2 separate regions of the Mus musculus genome follow, and region 2 is linked to region 1. A link is a contact called in public HiChIP or PLAC-seq data. All regions are on one chromosome and are shown on one strand. The core of a region is the stretch at or near the end of the contact, and the rest is flanking DNA. Distances in the headings are between cores, read along the strand shown. Region 1 has its middle 13 kb from the start of Galnt12. Region 2 overlaps Gabbr2 (gamma-aminobutyric acid (GABA) B receptor, 2).

Region 1 (7,533 bases), core at 112-2,611:
AATCTTATAGACACTAGCAGGCTGCCAGTGGAGGAAGTCTGTGACAGGCTCCCAGCCACCACACCACTTATGGAAAAAATGCTAAAATACAGAGGTGAAGCATCTGTCAGGCAGTCCACACAGTTCCCTCTGGGCTCCCTGATGCTGCATGGAAAAGGAGACAGCCTGTCTGAATGTGTAGGGCAAACTCCCAACAAGGTACCAGGACTGGAGGAGAAGGCAGGCACATTTAGGAATCATAAACATCACATGTCAAAGGGCAGAGACACATCTCACCCACCAGTTTCACCCACCCCATGAAGGCACCTAGAATGTCATTCTTCCACTTCTCCCTCACTTTCTCTAGACTCCTTCCTCTCTTCCCCACTCCCCAACCCTCTCCTAACCTCTAAAAGTATGTTTTCCAATCAGAAAGTTCCCTCTCTGTTCATACCCTGTCATGTTCTGTTACTAAAACTAACCTGGAGGAGGGGTGGGGAGGAGCCAACCTTGTCTGTGTCCTCCAACAGATTTTGATTCTGCTCAAGTGACTCTGGAGCCATCCTCTTGTCTCACCAATAGAAAAAAGAAGGAGAGTGGGGGAGGCACATCAAAATGGCATGTATGGCTAATGCTAAGACATTTAATTGTGCCTCTCCTTTGGTCAGCCCACACCCACTATTGAAAATACGTCTGATTCTTACCCTGGAAGCTATCTTGCTCATAAGTCTCCTGCTTCAGATATGTACCAAAAATACCCTTTGATAAATTATAAACCCATACTCGTGCTGCCAAGAATACTTTTACTTCTTTGAATGTCTTTCTTTCCATTTTCAATAAAATCCTAGCTTTGGCCTGCATAGTGGGACATGCCTTCAGTTCCCAGAATTTGGGAGACAGAGGCAGGTGGATTTCTGTGAGTTTCAGGACAGCCTGGTCTACACAGCAGATTCCAGGCTAGCTAAGGCTACATAGTGAGACCCTGTCTCAATAAAAGAAAATGAAAAACTCTGCTTCGTTTGGATTTATCATCCTGAAACGTTTCCAGCATTGAAGACAGGATTTGGGTTTGACACAAACCCAGGTCCCTAAGAGATTAAGGGACCTTCCGGCTGCTGAGGGTGACAAGCGTGTTTCTGTCTTCTCATCTCTCACAATCCTACCTACAGTTCTTGTGACCTGTGACCCCTGTACAGGGCACCTATCGTCTTTAACAAATGGGAAGCCAGGCAACCCATACCATCCTGACTAATATATTTATATAGCATATGATTACAAATAATGAAATAAATATCATTGTTTACAGGCAAGGTTTAGTCAGTGCTGATTCTATATTAAGTGTCAAACACAACCCCACACACTTTGAGGAACTTCTTGGTGAGACAGGCAAGTCATACTTACACTTCCCCAAGACTGTTAATAGAGATAGCCCGCAAAGTTCTTAAAGAAAGCCTTCGGCTTCTTTCTTCCTGCTGGAAAAGGCTGAAGAACTGGAGCTCAAGCAACTGCAGTGGATCATGGGTAAGCCATCCATGAGAACGGTGAACCCGTTCCCACTGCCTGCTCCAGGCCTCCGGTAAGTGGTGGAGAAGTGAGCACCCAGTTCCTTTGGGTCTCTGTGAATCTCTGTTGTCTGCCCGTGCACATACATCAGGTTGTTGCTGAAACAGCTGTAACGGAGCCCTCACTCTTCCCCCAAATCTGGCTCTGACAGTGCGGTGGCTTAGAAAGCAAGCTTCGGATTCTTGACCACTTCCTCCTTTGAGCCAGCAGGCTCCTCACTGCTCCAGTCAATAGAACCGGGTGGACGCTACGCTCTGCGTGTTCCAAATCTGATCATAAAAGGAAAGGACACCAGGCAAGCCATCCAACTGCACAGCTACTGCCACGCTGGGGAGGCTGAGCCAGGCCTCCGTGCCCCCGAAGGAGACCCCAGGCATTCAGACACCAGGCAAGTGTGTGAAGCAGCTGTGGTAGACATGGTTCCTCCCATCTCTTAGCTCAGAAGTCGCTTCAGCTCCCAAGTCGTCTCAGCGCCAGCTAAGTCATCTTAGCCAGGAGTCACCAGAGTCCTGGGCCAGAGGTCCATCTCAAGGAGTCCCAACCAACCAGGTCCTGACTCGCAGGTCCCACGTAAGGGAGGAGTGGCAGAGAAACAAGAAAGGAACCAATTTCAGTGAAGCCAATGCCAAAGTGCTCTCTCTCTCTCTCTCTCTCTCTCTCTCTCTCTCTCTCTCTCTCTCTCTGTGTGTGTGTGTGTGTGTGTGTGTAAAACATTGTTTTTCATTCTCAGTTGCTCTCCACCTTAGTTTTTGAGACAGGATCTCTCAGTGAATCTGAAGATTACCAATTAGCTAGGTTGATTGATTATGTAGGCCCATAAGCCCCACAACCCCAGGGCTGGGGTTATAGACTTGCTCTACTATTTTTAAATTACTTTTGTTATAGAGACCCCACCAGGGATAGCCACCCAGACATATTCCCCACTGGTTTATGGGCATGAATCAAAACATTGGCTCGTCCTATTCTCGTGCATAACTGGTCCTAAGGACAAGTTCTTTAGTTGGCTATGTAGTTGAGGATACAGATTCTCACTGTGAGCCAATCAGATTAAGAACCACTGGTGATCAGCCATGGAGACCAGGTAAACTGAGACTGATACAGAGATTGATACCAGTCACCTGAGCAGTCTCCTTTCTTCCCTTTCTTTTAGTTTTTCTATGACCATGGCAATGTTTTCCCTAATTAGCACTGATTGGTTGGCATAGAAACAGCAAGTTTCCCTGAAGGCCACGCAAAGTTTCTCAAAGAGGGGGTCCAGCGTCCTTCAGTTCTGTAGGACTACCTCTGCAAGGGAGTCAACTTGGATCTCTAGCCTGGAAATGGAATTTTCCATATGGCCTAGGCCTATGTCTATCTGAGAGCTGAGTTCTTCAAAGTTTCGGTTCCCAGTGATCAAGGCTGAGGTGCAATGACAGTTGTACCAGCTACTAGGATTGGGACCAGAATAGGGCCCTGTTTGACCTTCACTGAGTCAAGGTCAACTCTCTTCTCCATTATAGGCATATACCTGGGAGATAATATATATCAGTACACATAGAGTGGGGGTATGAGCTTCCAGTGAGTTGGAGGGTACATATTAATTCAAGCAAGCAAGTAATTTGAAGATACGAGGACAGGATAACCCACCACTGGCAGGGAGTGCATAAAATTGTGATCCCTATAGGCCTTTTTCCAGCCAGTCTTCTCCACAACCCGATTTACTGATCCTCATCTCTCCCCTAGACCCACATTGTCCTATCCTTGGAAGGGACACAGAGCAGAGAGCAGGGGTCTATCAAAAGATAGTTTCTCAATCCCTGGTTTTACTAAATTCCCATGACCAGGTTTGGGCTGATGAGGATCATGTATCTCAGGTTAATAAACTCTGGAGAGTCTTATCTCAAAGGGGTCTGAGGCCCAAGTGACAGTCCATCTGTCCTCAGCTGCCATTTTCCCCAAGGGATGACACAAGGCACTTTGACAGCAGTTGTGGAGGTGAGGAGAACTGGGTAGAGTCCCTTCCAGACAGGTTCCAGAATCCAGACAGGGATTCTCTTTATCCAAACCAAGTCTCCTGGCTGGAACTGGTGGGCAGGTCCAGGGATGGGAGAAGGCAGGATTCACTTCTCAGGCTGGTCAATGGTCTGGTGAGTTTCCATCAAAGCCAGCAAGGACATGAGAAGACAGTGATTAGACCAGTGGTTCTCAACCTGTGAATCATGACCTCTTTGGATGTTGACCAACTCTTTCACAGGAGTTCCCTAAGACTATCAGAAAACACAGATATTTACATTACAGTTCAAAACACTAGCAAAATTACAGTTATGAAGTAGCGACAAAATAATTTTATGGTTGGGGGTCGCCACAACATGAGGAACTGTATTAAAGGGTCAGAGCATTGGGAAGGTTGAGAACCACTGGATTAGACAGTTATGCCTGGAGAATATCTTAGATTTGGGAAGAACGAGAGGTGGTCTCCCAAACATAACTTTAAAATGAGTAATTAATCTCCTTGCAGTAGGGAGTACATTGGTCCCTGAGCAGGGTTGTGGGGAGGGGCAAGCTGCCTAATTTTTTTTTTTTTTTTACTAGTTCCCGGACACCTATTTGGTCACCGTCTCCTTAAGAGTTCTATTTATCCTTTCTACCTGACCCAAGCTCTGTGGTCTGTATGTACAATGGGAATTCCAATGAACATTTAATACCTTTGTCAGATTTTTGAGACACTCAGTCCATGAAGGCCAGGCCATTGTTGGACTCCAAATCTAGGTGTGGTCCATACCTTGGAATTATTTCCTGAAGAAGTTTCTTAGTAACTTTTGGAGCAGTCTCTGTTTGGGTGGGTTAGGCCTCCACCTAGCCTGAGAAGTCTACAACTTCTTTGCTGGTCTACAAACACCAGCAAATACTTAGGGGGAAAAAACCAGTAGGCTTGATCTCAGTAAAGCCCAGTCACAGTGTTCCACAGGCCTACTTCATGGAACCCCGATGCCTTGTGGGATCTTGCTTCCCTGCTGGCGTTTACCTGAGCCTAGGTGGCTCACCTGAATGTGGTCTCTTTAATCAGACTTTCCAGACTTAGAACGTAACACCTGGGTCTAAGGAGCTCAGCAGTGCCTGTGGCCCCTAGGTAAGTGGCTTGCTGGGGGTCTGAATCTCATCGTCTCTCCAGACTCACAGGAAGGCTGGGGCTGCCGTTTGGCATTTACCATCCTTGTTTATTCTTGTTCCTGTGTCACACGGTCAATCTCCAGAGTTTGCTCCAGGTGGTCTTGTAAGCTGGGCTTTGGCTGGGTCACCAAGATTTGAAAAGACCCCATTGGTTCCAGGCTACTTCCTGGGCAGTCAAGTCAGCCATTCTGTTGCTCCTGGCTTCTGGGTCATCTCCTTTGTGGTGTCCTTTGCGATGGACAACGGCCACTCTCTTAGGTAACCCGATAGCCTCAAAAAGGGCTAAGATTTCTTCTCTATATTTTTATTTCTTTTCCTGATGAGGTTCACAATCCTCCTCCCCTGTCCAGAGCCCCATGGACATGGTAGAAACATATCAGCTATCAGTGTGTATGGCAATTGTCTTCTTTCCCTGAGCAGAACACTGAGTCAAAGCTGAAAGCTCAGCTCATTGAGTTGAGGTTCCCCTGCGCAAAGACTTCCCAGATCTTATCTGGGGTCACTGCCACTGCCCCACATGCCCCATCCCATCGTGGATAAAACTCTTCCTGTCTGTGAACAACATCTCAGACAATGGAATGTCAGTCAGATCAGGCCTGACAGACTGGGTCGGGTCAGTCGCCTCAAGACAGACACATGGGGGACACACGTAGTTGTCCCCTGGCAGGGTTGACATCTTGTGGAACTTAATATGGGGTTGATACAGAAACAGTGTATTGGGTCATCTGAACGTAGATACCCTCCTCTTGGGTATCCCCCTCAAGAGGGCCTCAACAGAGTGTCTGGCTGTCAGAAACAGCTCCTGATCTAAAGCTAACTTGGCCCTTATACATGCTGGCCATCTGGCTGCTACCAGATCAAGTCTCTGAGACAGATAAGCCATTTGTCTTTTCCAGGGTCCTGGAGCTTGCATGAGGACCCCCAGGCAATGCCTCTGGCATCATCCACTTACAAGTGAAATGGTTTAATAATGTATGGGAAGCTCAAGACTGGGGCAGATAACAGGGCCTTTTTCAAGGCTTTGAAGGCCCTTGCTGAGTCTCAGTCCATTCTAAAGGCTGCATACCCCCAGTGCTGGCATAGAGGGGCTTGGCTAACTCAGCAAATCCCATTAACCATAGCCAGCAATTTTCAACCACTCCCAGAAATTCCCACACTTGTCCCCCGCGCCCCCCCCCCCAATGTGGAAACAGGGATTATTTGTAGGACAGCTGAAACATGGTGGTGAGAAAGCATCTGCTTTCCTTCCTCCAAGTGTCACCTAGGCATGTGATCTGAGGGACACTCCATGGATGATACTCTGTACGCCAGGGCTTGGGGGGCTTCCAAAAGGCCTTCTGTGACCTGTTCTCACTCCTCCTCAGGGCAGGGGGTTTTGTGCTTAATTTCGTCTAAACTCCAACAGATCTACTTCTTGGGACCCCATCAGATGATGCTGGCGAGTCCCTGAACCCCTTCTCCTGGTCTATCCCCCCCCCATTTCCTCTTGTGTCTGTTTCACCAAGGGCACCAATGACAGAACAAGTGAATTTCTTTCCCTGTCTGTCTGCTGCTGAATCTCGGCTGTTGTAAACTTTATGAGCAATTTCCAGAAGTTGAGACCTACTCATGCCTTCAGATCCGTCTGATTTCTGGAGCTTTCTTGTCATGTCTGGGGCTGACTGCTTGACAAAGGCAATATTAGTGGCTCACTGTCTTAGGGTGTGGACATCTGGGTTTACGGGAGTAAATATCTGATAATGTCGCATAAAGCCTTTCCAGAAAGCTGGTGGGCAATCCCTTAGGTCCTTGAGTAAGCTGACCTACCTCGGGTGAGCTGATAGGTTTTCTGACTGTCTCTTTTCATCCTCCCAATATTTGATGGAAAAGTGCCCAGTACCCTCATACCTTAAAGTAGTTTCCAACAGGCTGGTAAGGGGCTGTGGCTTCACTAAAGAAAAAAAAGGATTTTGAATCTTCCATTTTTACAAGTTACTGGTAGAGAAGGGGACATGAACTAATAAACCTTGAACAAGGAAGGAATTAATTATTTTTTTGCACACACACACACACACACACACACACAGAGCAGCTCTGTGACATCAAGGGAACTACTTCCCCCTCCCAGGCCCAACCAACCTCAAGTAGGCAGGGGAGGAGAAGAGAGTACAGGTAATTTCCTCCTTCCTGCCACAGGGCTGGAAGAACAGGTAGAGGTTTCAGGTTTCTCTGGGCGTCCTCAGGTCAAAAGGATTTGGGTCCCCCCAAAAAGAGGCCACAGGTCTTAAGCCTGGGTGGCAGTGGTGTAGATCCATTGTGTCAATAGTCTGACAGCCAAAGGGAGGGGCTGGAACTAGCTAATTGTACTCAGTGCAGCCACTTTCCCGAGTGAGTCATCTCCCAGCCCCAGAAAGCCTTCACAGAGGTAGGGAGTGCAGCCCCACACTCTGATGGCAAGAGGAACTGGGCTGGGCAGGCAGTTTGGTCAGAGTGGGGGTATGAGGTGAGGAGTTGGGGGGGGGGTGAGTGGCGCTCTGTTGACCATTAAGTTCTAAAGCTCTAGCTGGTGCCTGAGAATCTTTTCCATTTGAAGGTAGTTTTGCATCTCATCCTGAAGAGACAGTCCCCCGCAGGAATCCCTGCCTCAGGAACCTGAGAGAAGCTGGAGAGATGAAATAGAAACAGCAGAGAAAGACGCTTCTTTCATATTCCCAGACCCAGAATCTAAATGTCTGAAGAGATGGTGGGTGTGAGGTTTGGAAATGGTTTGTTATACAATAGCGAATCGGAACAAATGAGATGTTTTAAGCTACGTTTTCACCGCCAGGAAAAACTTCCTATCTGCTCTGCTCCTGGCACCAT
Region 2 (7,074 bases), core at 2,966-5,465, 330 kb after region 1:
ACCACCTCCTACCCATGCCTTGGCTTCTGCCTGCCAGGGACCTGCTGAGGTGCTACCCATCCCCAGGAGAACAAAGAAGCTTTCTTCCCCACTCTGCTTCTTGACTTATGAGGAACCTGGGACCTGCCTTTCAGAACACGTAAACCATTTCCTTATACTCTGGGGACACAGCAACTTAAGTCACCGAGGGCTGAGTTGACCCCTTTCTGGGTCACCTTCCTCACTAGTTACCACTTCCTGCACATCCCCCCTTCAGTCTGTGCACCCCAACCCTTGACCAGATCTTCCAGCATCTGAACCTCTCCTTACTCTTGCCATGGCTGCTGTATGTACCAGAGGCCCTCTTGGGGTGCTGCCTGCCCCCAGACGAAGACAGTCTGCAGCCCACCCTGGTGGACAAATATGCAAACAGATTGCAAATTGCACATCTTGGACTTTGGGGTCGACTGGTCAGCAATTCAGTTTTCCTGGTGGAGAGACTGATCTATTTAACAAAAATAGAAGCTACGGTAATGCAAAAAATTAAATGCTGCTCGTCTCAGAGCTGCTTACAGCTGCAGATAACCAGGAAGGCAGACTGGGCACCTGGGAGGAGGCCTCCAGCCGCAGGGTTTTGTATCCTGCACACTTGGATCTGAGCAGGCAGTGAGTGGTGCTACCTACTACTCCAACCAGGATCTCTATGCCAACTATGTTACCAAAGCGTGGTGACATCATCTCTCCACCTTCCCAAGCTGGAAAGCAATCACTCTACAGTCTGGATAGGAAACGGCTCAGTTTCAGATCAGCATCTGGGTCCTGCATGGGGGTGGGGGTGGGGGCTGATTAGTATCAGGATCATGAATTTGAAGTGGCAATCTAGGCAAAGGCTCCTTCCCCTCCTGGCTGGTCATGTGACCTGAGACAGCTCCCTGTCCTCTCAGTCCCTCTGTCTCCTCATCTGGAAAGTGGTAAGATGGTACACACTCCATCCCACTGAGGCGGCTGAGGAGTCTGAGAGAGCTCAGGTGTCTTACACGGCTGCTGCCTCAGCAGAGTTCAAAATAGCACAAAGACGGTTTCTCTGCAAGGTGGTAGTGCAGGCAGTGGTTCTGCTATGCAGGCTGTAGAAGGCAACCTGAGGACAGAGGAGCAGAGACTTGTGTCCCCTGGTCATGGTGCTTCAAGGCGCAGCCAGGTCCAGCTTGGGTGTATGCCTTCTGACTCCTTGCCCCTGCCTCTTTTTGTCACCAGACAATGAGAGAAGCTGTGTTTACGTTCACATAGACCCCTGGCTCTTGTACAGGGAAACTAAGTCAATGGTGAAAATTAATGCATTTCAAGAGGGAGAATTAATTTGCTGGTTGGTGATGTTATTGCCATTTTTTACCTGGGAAAAATATATATCTTCTTATAATAGCATTTTAGACAAAGAAAACTTTTTAAATAAACTTTTCTTGTTAGTAAAATTATACTTTTTCATTAAAGAATATCAGAAAGTATTGAAGAGTTGAAAGAAAGGAAGGAAGGAAGCAAGCAAGCAAGAAAGAAAGAAAACATAATAACCCAGTACAAGATTAACCAGTGTTTAGCATTGCTAAGAGGGAGGGGTAAGTTTCATATGGCCTGAACATTCTGTAGAATAATTATCATCCTTTGCTTTTATCATTCTGTATTAGGATATATAACACCAGCTGCTGTAACAAGAGCTTGCTCGGAACCTCTGTGGATTGTCTGAATGTAGAATGTCCCCCACAGGCTCCTGTCTTTGAATGCTTGGTCTCCAGTGCTAGTGGGACTGTCTTGGGAGGCCTTGGAGGTGAAGGCTATTTCTAGAGGAAATAGACCAATCACAAAGGTGCTGGGCCTTGAGGTGTGTTGTTAGACGACATTTCCTGTCCAATCTCTGTTTCCTGGCCTGCCCACATGTATGCAAGCAGACTCACACTCCTGCCACCACAACCCAGAGCCTCGCCAGCCATCACATCATCCTGTGATAGATTAGAACTTCAACCATGAGCAAGACCATGGATGTGCCTCAGTAGTCAAGAGTCTTGCCTGGTGTACATGGGACTCTATATTCAATACATACAGTATTGCCAGATAGAAGACAGTTTCCACTCACCTGTCCCCACTCACCTGTCCCCACACACCTGTCCCCACTCATCTGTCCCCACACACCTGTCCCCACTCACCTGTCCCCACACACCTGTTCCCACACACCTGTCCCCACTCACCTGTCTCCACACACCTGTTCCCACACACCTGTCCCCACTCACCTGTCTCCACACACCTGTTCCCACACACCTGTTCCCACACTCCTCACCTCTCCCACTCACTTTACCTGTGTCACCTATCATGTTCTTTGTCCATCTTCTCCTCAGTCACCCTCTTCAGCTTCACAGTCAATGTTTCATGATTTGACTTCTCAGCTGTTTTCCTGCCCCAGGGCCTTTGAACACTCTTGTGATTCCTTCTTCCCAAGATACCCCCCTGCCTGTTGCTTTAAGCTCACCTAAAATTGCTTCATTTCTCAGCCCAAAATCCACCTCCCTCTAAAAGACCTTCCTGGATCCCCCCTAGTCTAAATTAGGGTCTTGTTTTCTTGCACAGCAAACTGTTCTTTTTCTTCATGTTATTTATTAGTAATTCTATACGTCTCCGTGTGCCTATTATTAGTATTTATCTCTCCCAGCAGACTGCAAGCTCCGTGCAATCTAGGCCTGGATTTTGCTCACTTTTTGATGCTGGTACTTGCCAGACTCATCACCGCCACCCAGCACAGCTTGTTGGCTGACATGTTTTGGGGTATTTTGTGCTCCTGTATCAGAGTTCGCTTTACACTATTCCTTTATTCTGTGCACATTTCATGCATGTCTGATATTTGCTGTTCCCAAAACCTGCCTCTGCTTTCACACTAACCAAAGAGAAGGAGCAGATCTTCTCTTGTGGACCATCCACCAGCCTTCTCAAGTCTCCACTTCCTTCTGCTGAGCCCAGCCCTGCCTTAGGCTACCAAGTGCTTTGTGGAAAGTTGCTACTTGGGCTTTTACTCCATCTTACCAACCTCAGAGAGTGGCAGTGGGCAGGCCACGCCTCATGCCCCACCCCTCCTCTGACTTTCAACCTCCCTGCCTCTCACACCACACATCTGAAGGCTCAGACCTCTCCAAAGAGTCTGCAGTGTAAGAAAAACATTTTAAATAGAAGGCAAAATATGGCCTCTCCTATAGTCCAAGGAGACACGCAGGGGAAAAAGAACTTTTTCTGCCTTTACAGAACACAGGATAGACAGATCTAATTATTTGATCTTTCCCTCTCTTTTAAGTTCTGCTGTCCCTGTGGGGACAGAGGATACCTTCTCCTCCATGCCTGCATGGTATCAAGCTCCACCCTCCATAAATGGGGACCCACTCTGCAGTCTTGTAGCTCCAATAACAATATTGTGTTGTTCCTTGGAGACTGTTGCAGACCCAGGTGAAGAACCAGTCAATGTCTACAGGACTGTCCACTCAGCCTGCGATGGCTGCCCACTTCTCCAGCAAACTGGGCAGGGCTCCTGGCCCTCAACCTTCAGCTTTTCAAGATCCACTCACCTGCGAGTGGGAGCTGGAGACATGGCTAAGCCGTGAAGAGCAATTGCTGCTCTAGCAGAGGACCTGGTTTGATTACCAACACCAGCACTGACATTAGGTAGCTCACAACCACCTGTAACTTCAGTTCCAGGGAATCCAATACCCTCTTCTGGCCTCCACTGGCACCTGCACACACGTGGTATACATACAGACAAGCAGGCACATGCACACACATTAAAATGTTTTTAAAACTAAATTTAAAAAAGGAACTCTCCACCTCTGTGCAGATTTTACACGCATGCATATGTACAGAGATATGCACATAGACATAAAAACGCATGCACACATATACATACATGCACATGAACACATGCACAGACACATGCACTAAAGCATATATACAGTGGAGTGTGCATGATCACACACACACTCACACACACGCTCAGATACTAGTACATGCCCCTTCTCCCACAGCAAGCGTGACTGCCCAGAGGCAAATATGCACTCCAAAGCCACGCTCAGGAAGAAACATTTCCCAGCATGCTCTGAGAAGCACAGACCGTGACTCTGTCCAGTACCCAGGGGCCAGGCCCTCAGGCTGTGCTCGGGGATCTCCTCTCTGATTCGTTACCAACTTCAGCCAAGGGCTGCCTGTCAACCTCACCAAAGCCGTCACTTCTGGCCTCTCAAACCTGATGCCAGTCCCGGGCAGGCCAGCCCATCCTCTGCTGAGAAGCTGAAGCTGAAACCACAAAAGAAAGGAAGGAAAGAAGAGGCCCCAGTCTAAGGCTTGACCCATGTGACTTATAAGTCACTATTGTGTATGTTCTACATCCAGTAGTGAACTGTTGGAGATACAGTCTGAAAGCAGAAGCTTTTCTAAAAGGGTCCTGGAGCCTACAGGATGCACTCCCCCCTCCCCCTCCCTGCTCCCCTCCCCCTCCCTGTTCCCCTATCTCTATCCCCATCTCCACCCCATCCCTGTTCCTCTCCCCATCCCCATCTCCACCCCCCATCCCACCCCACCCCCACCCTACTCCACCCTAAGGATTAGACCTGGCACTAAAGTGACTTAGATAAAATAGATTACTTATTAAATGTCCTTCTGGGCCCAATGCAGGGCCAGTCTCCTTTCTAAGTCTCTTCTTTAATCTTCCCACACTGTCCTGAGAGGTAGGAATTGTTCTTTCAGATAGAAGGCCTGAGGCTCAGAGACAGCATGACAGTCCCCACTCTCTGGCCAGTCCTGAAGCTGAGTTCCCCACATCCCCCCTCCTGTATCCCCCACCCCCACACGTGTAGCTCACACGCTGCCCTGTCAGCTGAGATTGATCGTCATGAAGCAGGCTGCTTTTTAAAATTCTCCTTTTAGCCATAGCGTTTTTAAATTAATTTTTGAGGTTAGCATACAAAGTAATGGATTTCACTGTGGCATCTTCATGTGTGGGTGTCATTACACTGTGTCCTCATGGGCTGTCTTCCTTACTGTCCTCCTCCCCAGGGGCTCATGGCCTTCCACTCTTTCTTATACAACATCTCTTTCAGAGGAAAGCAAACCCTTGACTCATCTCCACCTTGGGACTTTCCTCAAGGATTTTATTTCCGAATCTGCTCCACAGAGGTTCTTATCAAAACAAGTTAGACCCCTGTGTCAGCCCAGGACTTCCTTGGGAGGGCTGGAACAAGCAGGGTTGTCCCTGACGTGATACATGGCAAGCATTCCCAGGTCCCTGGAGGTGGAGGGATAGGAAGGAAGGTGGGGCTGTCATTGCCTCTGCAAGGCCAGAGGGGTCTAGCATCTTCATAGGGTGCTGATCGAAATGCTATCTAACTTCCAAATGGGTTTCTCAAAGTGATCAAGGAGCAGATGTAGAATACAAATCAAATAAAGAGGTGACATCGAAGCACGCTGGACCCTGTGGATGCTGCCCCTAGCCCTGCCAGATCTGCCACACTGGAGACTGTATCTCTCTAAGCACTCAGCAGGTAGCTGGGTACCACTTGGCCCCACTCCATCTTTGATCACCTGTAGCTTTTACTACTGTGCCCAAAACCAGGATGGGGATTGGGGAAAAAAAATCCCTGATATGAACTTTTCCCTGTGAATGCTTCCCATTAGCAAGACGCAAATGGAACTGGTTAGCAGGGGATTATGGGAAATGTGACTGGGAGGCCTGAACACCCCTGCAACACAGAGAAGAATATATGGATGAGAGAGTGAACTATGAGTATTGCCTGGGTCGCAGCTACCAAACCCTGTTGCCTTGGGATCTAATTTCTCACATGGATTGGTCCCCAGTGAGGCGGCAGCCCTGGACTGGCTCTGCTCAAGGAGAGCCGTGACATTTATATATGTAAAGGCTTTCTGAAAGGGGAGCACAATTCTGGGGTTTTAGAAAGTAGGAAGGAGACCAAGACACAGCTCCATGCTGCCTCTCTCGGCAGCCTGAGGAGTCCCCTCATCTTCTAGGAACCTTAGTGTGGGTCAAACTGAGATTGGTGGCTTCGGAGCAAAGAATTTTAGGTCGAACCACTTTAAACATAGAGTTAAATATGAGAGGTAGAAGAAAGAGAATTCAGAAGGAAACACAAGGCCTGCCTGAGGGCACGGACTTGGGAACTGCGGAGAGTAATACACACACCCACGTGTGGGCAACAGGCTCCTCAAAGGACAAAAGTCCTTGTCTTATTAGTAATTCTATATGCTATTTTGGAGATGCTTGAGTTATATCTCAAAGGGTTGCTAAGAAACATATATTTCCTTCTCTCTATCTTTTGATAAGTGAGGTGGGTCTGAGCCGGCAGAGATGGAATTGTAACCTGACAGGCTGCACAAGAGGGTTAGTACTTGCCTGTCCCTGTAAACAGGGCGTCTAGTGAGAATCCTAGGAAAGCACACGTTTGCACCTGTGACAGGGCAAAGGCCTTAAGCAGGGGCTAACCCCGCCGGAACTCTTGCATCCCCGCTGGAGAGAAAGGTCAGCTGTGTTCCGGGACGAAGCCTCCTCTCTCCTCATGTCTCCAGTTTTCCCTGTCTTCCTACCTGCCTCTCACACTGTTTGACTGCAGTGATCTACCACAAAAAGCCAGAGAAGGCTGGTGAACCCTAGGACTTCTCTCAGAAGCCCTCGCCTCCTCCTCTTCCTGCCCACATCCCCTCCCCAACAGGAAGTCTTGGGTTAGGTTGCCGGAAGCAGACAGTGAAGCAAGTGTTGCCTACAGGAAGGGAGGTGGGAATGAGACCCAGGAGCAAGGACTGCAGAAAGAACTCAGAGAAGCAAGACCAAGTCCACAGCTAGATCAGCCTCTCTTCCTTCTTCACCATCACAGCCCCATCACTGACTGACATTTCTTATTCATTGATTGATACAACAGTCCCCTAGAGTGAGACTCGGTGCCCAGTGGGGTACTTGGGCAGAGCATAGTATAGCACCCCTGGAGACTTAGCTGGCTATTCAGTGGCTGAGGAAGAGGCTCCCTGGGCATCGTAGTGAGACCCATATTTAAAACAAAGAATACT

The links. HiChIP or PLAC-seq counts read pairs in DNA pulled down with a chosen protein or histone mark.
Region 2: an H3K4me3 HiChIP or PLAC-seq map of bone marrow-derived macrophages shows a contact between it and region 1, with 5 times the contacts expected there. The contact joins two enhancer-like sites. A contact is called at or near these places in 1 of 39 promoter capture datasets (the C10 cell line), 1 of 115 datasets of contacts at active chromatin or transcription factors (bone marrow-derived macrophages) and 1 of 9 other capture datasets (embryonic stem cells).

The regions. Positions count from the first base shown.
Region 1 is chr4:47,074,664-47,082,196 of GRCm38.p6, reverse strand. No RefSeq gene overlaps it. Among named protein-coding and RNA genes, the nearest start is that of Galnt12, 13 kb to the left of the region's middle. Within about 2 kb of position 1,361, at least 39 of the 459 cell types and tissues checked have an H3K27ac peak or open chromatin away from gene starts, as enhancers often do. A contact at or near this core is called in bone marrow-derived macrophages, where this site is marked.
Region 2 is chr4:46,752,157-46,759,230 of GRCm38.p6, reverse strand. The region is part of intron 7 of Gabbr2 (gamma-aminobutyric acid (GABA) B receptor, 2); the gene reads left to right. Among named protein-coding and RNA genes, the nearest start is that of Gm32208, 94 kb to the left of the region's middle. Within about 2 kb of position 4,215, at least 58 of the 459 cell types and tissues checked have an H3K27ac peak or open chromatin away from gene starts, as enhancers often do. A contact at or near this core is called in bone marrow-derived macrophages, where this site is marked.